Linked DNA regions of Gossypium hirsutum: region 2 is linked to region 1. Evidence: chromatin contacts called from public Hi-C data. All regions are on one chromosome and are shown on one strand. The core of a region is the stretch at or near the end of the contact, and the rest is flanking DNA. Distances in the headings are between cores, read along the strand shown.

Region 1 (4,141 bases), core at 1,222-3,721:
AAATACTAAAATAACTGATTAGGTGAGTAAAACACTACTACTTGGGCTTCCCAAAGTTGTTGATGCTTCTGAGAAAGTTTAGCCATTGGGCGAATAATCCCTCTTTGAGAGGACTCTCCAAAGGTTGCTGAACAAGTAGGCATTGGCGGAGGTTCTGAAGAAAAGGAGCCATTATAAGCTCCTGGGAAAGTACAGTTGAAAGATGGATGAACTTGCTGACCATGAGTCCACCAAGAAGAGGGATCCCAAGGACCTGTTCACATGAAAAATCCACCATTACATGGCTCCAAGGTCCTCTATTTAGCAACTTCTTGATTTCCAAATTAGAAACTATGCTACATAAATTGGTAGAATGCACAATTCACTGACTGATCATAGTAGCATCATATATCCATTGATATGTCATAAATCAATTCGCACTAATAGTAATCACACAGTATGATGAGATATGATAAACATAAATCAGAAAGAACTTTGGCTTGCCTTACCAGGAAAACCAGTAACATTCAAAGTACTTGGTTCAAATCCTACCTGGAAAACTTGGGTACGGGCTAAAATGGTAACCGATATTTGGGACCTGATGTTGGCTCCTTGGGGAAGTTCCTCCAATTAGAGGAGACGGTTGCCAACTAGCAGTGAACGGCTGAAATGTAGCAGGCACAGATACTGCAGGGAAATGGTAACTAGGTCGCTGCGGCAGCCAGAAGGGTGAAGTGGATGGGGCTAAATGCACTGTGGGTTGGCCCTGCTGGACAAGATGATTAGGGAAATTGGACTGCAATGGTGCTACTTGCTGTGGTCGGCTTGCAAGAATAGGAGGCGTCTGACTTGATATACAAGGTCTTGGATTCAAGGAAGACTGCTCTGCCGCCTGTTGGGTGGTGTATGGCCATTGTAGAATACGTGAATGTTGATCGTTCAAGGAAGAAAGATTTTCTTGTGAAGAGCTGCCATTTTTGGTAACCTTTGCAGCAAGTGCCTCATTGGGTTGATTTTGTTGTTCCTTGCTCTGTTTATGACGAATTCAGCTCATTAAAATTGGGAAAATAATCAAAGATGCACTCATCACAACCATCCACCAGTTGCAAGCGGAGTGGAAATTGAAATGCAACAATTACAACTGGATTTGTTGACAATGCAAAACTTCTCACTCCATTAAGCTAAATAAAGAAAAAGTGCTCTTATCATCCAAAACAATGAACCCTGGCATAACACATAACAAAACACTCGTTTTCCTTCAACCACAACACATTTGAGAACACCCCGAAAAAAAAATTAAGGCAGGAAAATGAAACCCCAGATTATCAATCAATAAACTTTCAGCTAATACAAAGAACAAACAAAATAAGGCAAACCCATTTAAGAAGAAGAAAAGGGTCACATACCAAGAGATCATTTGATTCAGGCTCTTGATTAGAAGAAGTGGCAATAAGTTTCTTATGCTTCTTCTTCTTCTTTTCCATAGCAGTAAATGACTACTTTTTAGAAACTCAAAAACCTGTGTGTGGATGAATGTGGAAAATCTTAACTCATTACTGCAAAAGGAAGGAGAGAGCGAGAGAGAGGGTCAGAGCAACAAAAGGAGCATGAATATCTTCTTCAGCAGAATAGAGAATGTGAAGGAATTTAATATTATATTATACATTTCTTTTTCCTTGTTCTTGCTGCAGAGTTGCCTTTCTTCTGTCTCTGTTGCAAACCAAAACCAACTACAAAGAAGCGGTCATTTCTCATTATAAATGAAACTAAAGGTTTTCATTTTAAACCTTAAACTTAAGAATTTATTAAATTATTTTAATGTTTAATGTGTTGGTTTTCGAATAAAAATAAATTGCACTAAAACTATCACATCATACATATTTGAAATAGATAATTCTTCAAATATGTTAAAGCTTTAAAATATTAAATCTACCTGTCCATAATTTTCAATTCATTTTAGAGATGGGCAGAAAATGGCAGAGCACGTGTGCACAGTATAAACTGAAGACCTTTAGCATCGATAATCAAAAGCTTTCAAAGTTTGATGCTGATTGATTGCACATATTCTCATGCAAAAATGTTGAAATGAGGAGGCCATTAATCATAACAACAAACACCTTGCTTAAACAATATCGGTTGTAATTGATTAGAAGAAAGGTATACAGATTTTATAGCGCCATTGACAGAAGAGGTGGCAGCTGCTAGATGATAGTAGAAATTTGGTTGAATGGAAAGGAAAGGGAGCAAGAGGTTGGAAAGGAACGTGTTTGACGCATGGAAGACCGCCCCCTCAAATTTGCCATCGGTCAAAACCTGCAATTCTGTTTTGTTTTGTTTCAAGACTTCACTTTGGGTTAAGATGAAATAGAATAGATGCTGAAATTAAAATATACATAGCTTTTTCCGATACCTCCTGCATGCCCTCCTCTAATTATGTACCACCTGCACGTGCATGCGGTCCAAAAAGTGTAAAATGAAATGCATCAAAGGATTCAATGGGCACAAGTGAGGTAAACCTTACCATGCAACATTTCTGACCCATAAGAGAGAAAACCCAGCAACCTAAATCGGCCTAGAATCCAAATGTACCGCCTTTTTTCCAAGATTGGCCCAATCAAACTTTGATCGTAGTCAAAATAGGTGTTCTACCCGAACGTAAATCATTGCCTCTTTTGCAAGATTATTAATAAAGTCTAAAGATCACATGAAATGATATCACTTGCAATACTTTGCAAGATTATTTTATTTTAAAAGCTTTGACTCTTAATTCATAGGCTTTTTCTCCTTTTGTAACTATTACCTTTTAGATTTTTTATTTTATTTTATTATGTTGTTTTTATGTTTATGGTTTTATTTTCAAGATTTAAACTTGTGTTTTTTTAGGAGTGCAACATGTTTTATCCAAGGGAAAATATTAGATTTTTTTAGTGGGACCGAAATTGAATTATAAACTTTTAAAAGTCTAAAATATTAGTTTTATTTTTTTTATTTCATCAATTTTGAAGAGATTAAATAGAATTCTTTTTTATTTTTAAGGGAGGTAAAGTACAATTTTACTAAATATTATCATTTTCATTATTAATAAAGAGACTAAATTGCATAAATTTCAATTTAGGGTCTTACCATTACATTACAACCAACACTTATTGGTTACCTACTACATTTATCGGTGGATGGAGTTATTTATTTGTTTGATTGATTTATATCCTTATTATTATTTAAAAATTTATGACATTATTATCGCGAGTTAATTATATAATTATTTGACACTAATATAATTAGAAAAACGAAAAAGTAAATAAATTTATAAAGGAGAAACGATATATTAAGAGTTATATGCTCCTCTCTTACTTTTTCTCATTACTTTTTTTATCAATAATAAAAATATATTAATTATCTTCTTTTCAAAAAGGAGATAATTAGTTAAATAATTTATTTTTATATTATATTCAATTTCTCCTATGAGTGTGCATAATACTAGTCAATTTGAGCTATGAATAACTTGATTGATGTATGTAAGTTTTTTTGTATAATAATATTAAAGACAGAAGCAAAAGGTTAAGTTGAAAGATGTGGAATCTATAATAATAGATAAAAGGAAGCTAATTCATTGAGTTTATCCCATTTCAAAATATGATGTCCCAAGTATTTGTCGACCCCACAAATTCTTTTTTCCTTGCTCATGCAAATACCAACATATAGCATAATGATATTTTATAAAGGAATTACCTTTTTCCAATCTTTCTACTGAAAAGTTCAAAGTAGGCAGGTTTGAAATACTAAAAGGTAATTATTCAGTGGAGAGTGGACTTGGTTTCAAAGGTTGCTTTTATTGGGGGAGGGCTGGAGGAATATCAAATATAATGTTGGGTACTTATCCCCACAACCCATTACCACTCAATGTTCCAACTTTGTTATTGTTGAAGGCCAACATGGAGCAACTATATATATACACACAACTTTAATGGCACATACTATGTATATCATATTATCAAATTGTAATATACTAAATTTTATAATTACAATTGTAAAATTTTATATAAAGTATTAACTAAGTAAAAATATTATATATTTATCATAATTTTTTTAACACTTAATTGAAAATATATACTTATATTAGAAGTTATAATTTTAAAAAATAACTTACAATTAAATAAAGTTT
Region 2 (4,169 bases), core at 278-2,777, 83 kb after region 1:
CCCCTCCAGCTCGGGTCGACGTGCAGATCTGGCCCTTTCAAAACGGTGCTGTTGCCATCAATTATTTAAATGAAAATTCTCTTAAAAAAATAAAAAGAAAAAAACAACCCTCATAAAAAAACAAAAAAAAGGAGAGCAAATGCTCTGCTAGGGTTTTGGAACCCATTTGTGCGCCGCCGCCACTAGGACGCCCCTTGGCCTCCGACGACACCCCCAGCCTCCGATTGTGACGGAGAGGGGACACCGTGACGGCACCAGGTAAAATTCTTTCTCTTTTTCCTTTTTATTAAGCGAAAATTAAAAAAATAAAATGAAAAATAGATTAAAATTGAAAAAACGAAACTAGGAATCAAGAACTCCAAAAAACCACCTTTTGTATTCAGAAATCAATAAGTAAAAATCTATTTTCTCTCTGTTTTTTGTATGTCTAAACCGTAATTCCCCCCTTACATACTTAAAAGCGGCCTTTTTATAGCCGAAATAGAAAGGAGGAAAAATAGAAAAAATCTACATAAATCTATTATGTTGTTTGTTGGCCCGATTTTTGTTCTTCTCTTTTGCTTGCTGCAGGTGCTACTGGAGGCGTGTGCGAGATTCGCGGAGGGCGGCGCGATCTGCGGAGCGCAAGGAGGACTGCTGGGCGTGGGTGCGACGCGCATGTAGGGGGTGGTTGCGGCTTGTGCTGAAACAAATAGGCTCCTAGGGTTTCTGGTATTTTGTTTTTGTGTGGGCTAGGTTTAGTAGGTTGGGTCTAGTATTTGGGCCTATTTATTTGTTTGGGCCCGAGCATTATTGGGCTTGTACACATACTTTTGGTACGAAGAGGGAAGTGCTCACAACTCACCACGCATAACCTAAACGGATAATTCGGTTCCACGTACCAGGTAAGTTCAATTCTGGGTTAATAAATACTGCAATTTAATGGAATGATAATTTCAATAAATTTAGTATTTTAAATTTTTTTATCTCAATTTGATATCTAAATTGAATTTCAATATTCAATTAGTAACATGTGTAGTTTAATAAGAAAAACATAAACATTTAATCGAGACAAAAGAAAAACTCAGGTAGTAACACATGCAAAGATTGCCTTATGGTTTTCATTCACAACTTGAGGAGCCTCCGACGTATCCTTTGGTTCATTTCAGGCCCATATTAGGTGAGGAAAGTAGATAAGACATTTATGAATCAGTTGATGTGTATACGATGCAATCCTGACCTATGACAAAACGAATGCAAACGTTTTATCATAGTACATATTACCAATTATTAATTATTTATATTTTGGACTCAAATGAGATGCCATATACAAGTGTAAGCCACTCTTTCAATAATCAATGAGAATAAAGCATAATTAATAGCTAATTATTTACCTTTGTGGTAAGCATCTACAGTGACTGTTTCTGGCTATGGATATTCTGGTTTTTAAAAAAAATTGTGATTCACTGAATGTACATGTCGCCTCTGTGTTGCAATGGGCCATACGCCATCTGGGACCTGACTCAGCTGCATTTGATTTTTACTCTGCACAGCTAGAGCCTTTATATAGGTTTAGATAAAATCTTGGGCTCCATGTGAATTGTGAAGAAAGGGCATTACTATGAGCTGCAATGAAAGATGGCCCAACAGGCAGGACCAATAGATTGAATTTGACTTCTTTGCTTAATTATCTGTTTTGTTTTATACCACAAATTTGACTTCTTTGTGTTTTGACTTCACTTATCTTAAAATGATTCTATTTCATACGATTTCACGTCAACTTACTTTTGTCCAGATTTTGTTTGTGGACGTTTATGGGGAAATTTACACAAATAATATTAAAATAATAATTTAATACTCAAATAATATAGGTTTACTTTTATTTACCATATGTTTTGAATAGTAATTGCTTTTTTGGGCTTTGAAAAACTCCCAAATAAATTTAACTGGTAGTTGAACCAATTTCAAATTAATCTGATCAATTGATTTTTAAAATTATTGGCCCAACCGTTTCATAGTAAATAAATTTAAAAAATTAAAAAAATTATAAGAATCAATTTAGCTGTCAATTCAAAACTTTTTTAACTCAGGTTAACCAGTTCGTATCAGTTCATGGGTCAATTGGTTTTTAAAATTTATAAACTTTTTTAGCCCTCAACATTTAAAGTATTTTTTTTGTCAATTTGGTCCATACCTTTTAAAAATACATAATTTTAAAAAAAATATTTTTCATATTTTAAAAAACATAAAAGTTTAAAATTACATTTTTAAATAAAAAAAACTCTTTAAAAATTCAAAATTCAAAAATATTTTTAAATATAAAAATTCCAAAATTCTATGTTATAAAAATCAGATTGGACCATTTAGACCAAAAATCGAGAATCAACTAGTTTTTTACCTCTCACCGAACCAATACCCCCTAGACAATTTCTGATCCAACTGATCTGATTCGGTTTACATAGCATTGAATTTTTTATTTTTTTAATTTAAAAGAGTTTTTGTTTTTCAAAAATTTTTATTTTTAAAAATTATAAATTTTAACTTTTACCTGTTTAAATAGAAGATTTTTTATAATTTTTTTAAAAATATTCGAAACATATCATTTGGGTAAATAAAAGTGGGTCTATATTATTTGGATAATAAATTATTATTTTAATATTATTCTTATAAATTTCCCGAGAGAGGGATTTACTTATTGGTGTAAAATAAGTAGTTTTGTACATTTTCATAAATTGATTTTACTATTAATATTTTAGTAATCCAACTGTTAAATTTATCAATACAAGTATTTTCATGTATATAAATTTTCAAATTGATTTGATATCTTTATCATTTTAATCCAAAATACTCTATCATGTCAATCTAAATATTGTCATGATTGGAAGCTTTTTACGTAAAATATAGATATATTCAAATTACTCAAAATTTAGGGTAAACTAAACGCAATGTCACTAAACTGTTAGTGAATTTATATTTTGTTCACTCAACTTCAGAAAGTATGAAATTGTCGTTGAATTATTCGAAAGTTTTCATTTTTGTCACTGAACTGTTCAGAAGTTTTTATTTAAGTCACTAAGTTGTTAAGGTTTTTTGTTTTCTATTTTAAGTCTGACTAGTGAGCTTCAAGAGACGATTAGACGATTGGTATGGTGGGTTAGAAACCATCGACGAATAGAAGAATTTACTTTATATCCAAGCCAATCTGACGACTAGTGTCGGAGATTGAAGAAAAAAGCTATTTGGATTTTGATTCATAGATTCGTAACGTAGAAAAGAAGGGGAATGATAGCTTTTGGTTAGTGCAGACGCTACGAACAAAGAAGACCAATACGACAACGATTTTAATAACCCAATGACTTAAATGAAAACTTACAAATAGTTTAGTGACCATCTGTAACCTTTTGAAATGGAGTGGCCAAAATATAAACTTACTAATAATTTAGTGACATTGGATGTAGTTAACCACAAAATTTATCATGTATGATTTACATAAGTGAAGCACAAAATATGACAATATTAATTAATAGAAAATGTTATAAAAGGGTGTAAAACTACTTGAGTTTTATAGTAGTGTAAGTGGATCCCTCTTAATGGTAATTGTTGACATTTTTTTTGGTAAAAGAAACTAAAACAAGTAATCAATCACATGGTAACATTTTGGAATAACACAATTTTAACTTTATCTGTTTCTAGGATTTCTTTAATCTCCCTAGTAGGAAAATCAAGAATTTGCATGTCTTCTTTTTGTCCAAAAGCCAATTTGGCTAAAGTGTCCGTAACATGGTTATACTCCCTAGATATATGTCTTACAAGCCATTGATCTTCATGAGATAAAAGATGCTGGATCCTCCAAATTAAAGTAGAATTCGAAATGGTCGATGCACTGTCTTAAATCGATCGATCTGACTACCTCCAAACTATCAGTTTGTATTATGACTTTGTCGTGACCTTTTTTTTTAATTATTTTGAGGCCATCCAAAATGCCCCATAATTCATTGTCAAAGACTGAGCATTTTCCCAAATGGTAGTTATACCCAAGGGTCCACTACCTATTTTCATCTTGCATGACACCCCCAACAACAGCAAGGCCAGAACTCAATGAAACAACTCTATCGGTATTTAGAAAACCCAATTCCTTGTTTTTGGTTGCTCAATAGTAAGGTTCTGATAGCATATGGAAGCATCTCTAG

The links. A called contact is a pair of places that touch in the nucleus more often than the background predicts.
Region 2: a Hi-C map of leaf shows a contact between it and region 1, with 4 times the contacts expected there. The contact joins two enhancer-like sites. A contact is called at or near these places in 2 of 34 Hi-C or Micro-C datasets (both in leaf).

The regions. Positions count from the first base shown.
Region 1 is chrD11:29,890,955-29,895,095 of Gossypium_hirsutum_v2.1, forward strand. It overlaps the pseudogene LOC107913359. Among protein-coding and RNA genes, the nearest start is that of LOC107913360, 28 kb to the right of the region's middle. Within about 2 kb of position 2,472, at least 5 of the 9 cell types and tissues checked have an H3K27ac peak or open chromatin away from gene starts, as enhancers often do. A contact at or near this core is called in leaf, where this site is marked.
Region 2 is chrD11:29,974,569-29,978,737 of Gossypium_hirsutum_v2.1, forward strand. No RefSeq gene overlaps it. Among protein-coding and RNA genes, the nearest start is that of LOC107913361, 12 kb to the right of the region's middle. Within about 2 kb of position 1,528, at least 3 of the 9 cell types and tissues checked have an H3K27ac peak or open chromatin away from gene starts, as enhancers often do. A contact at or near this core is called in leaf, where this site is marked.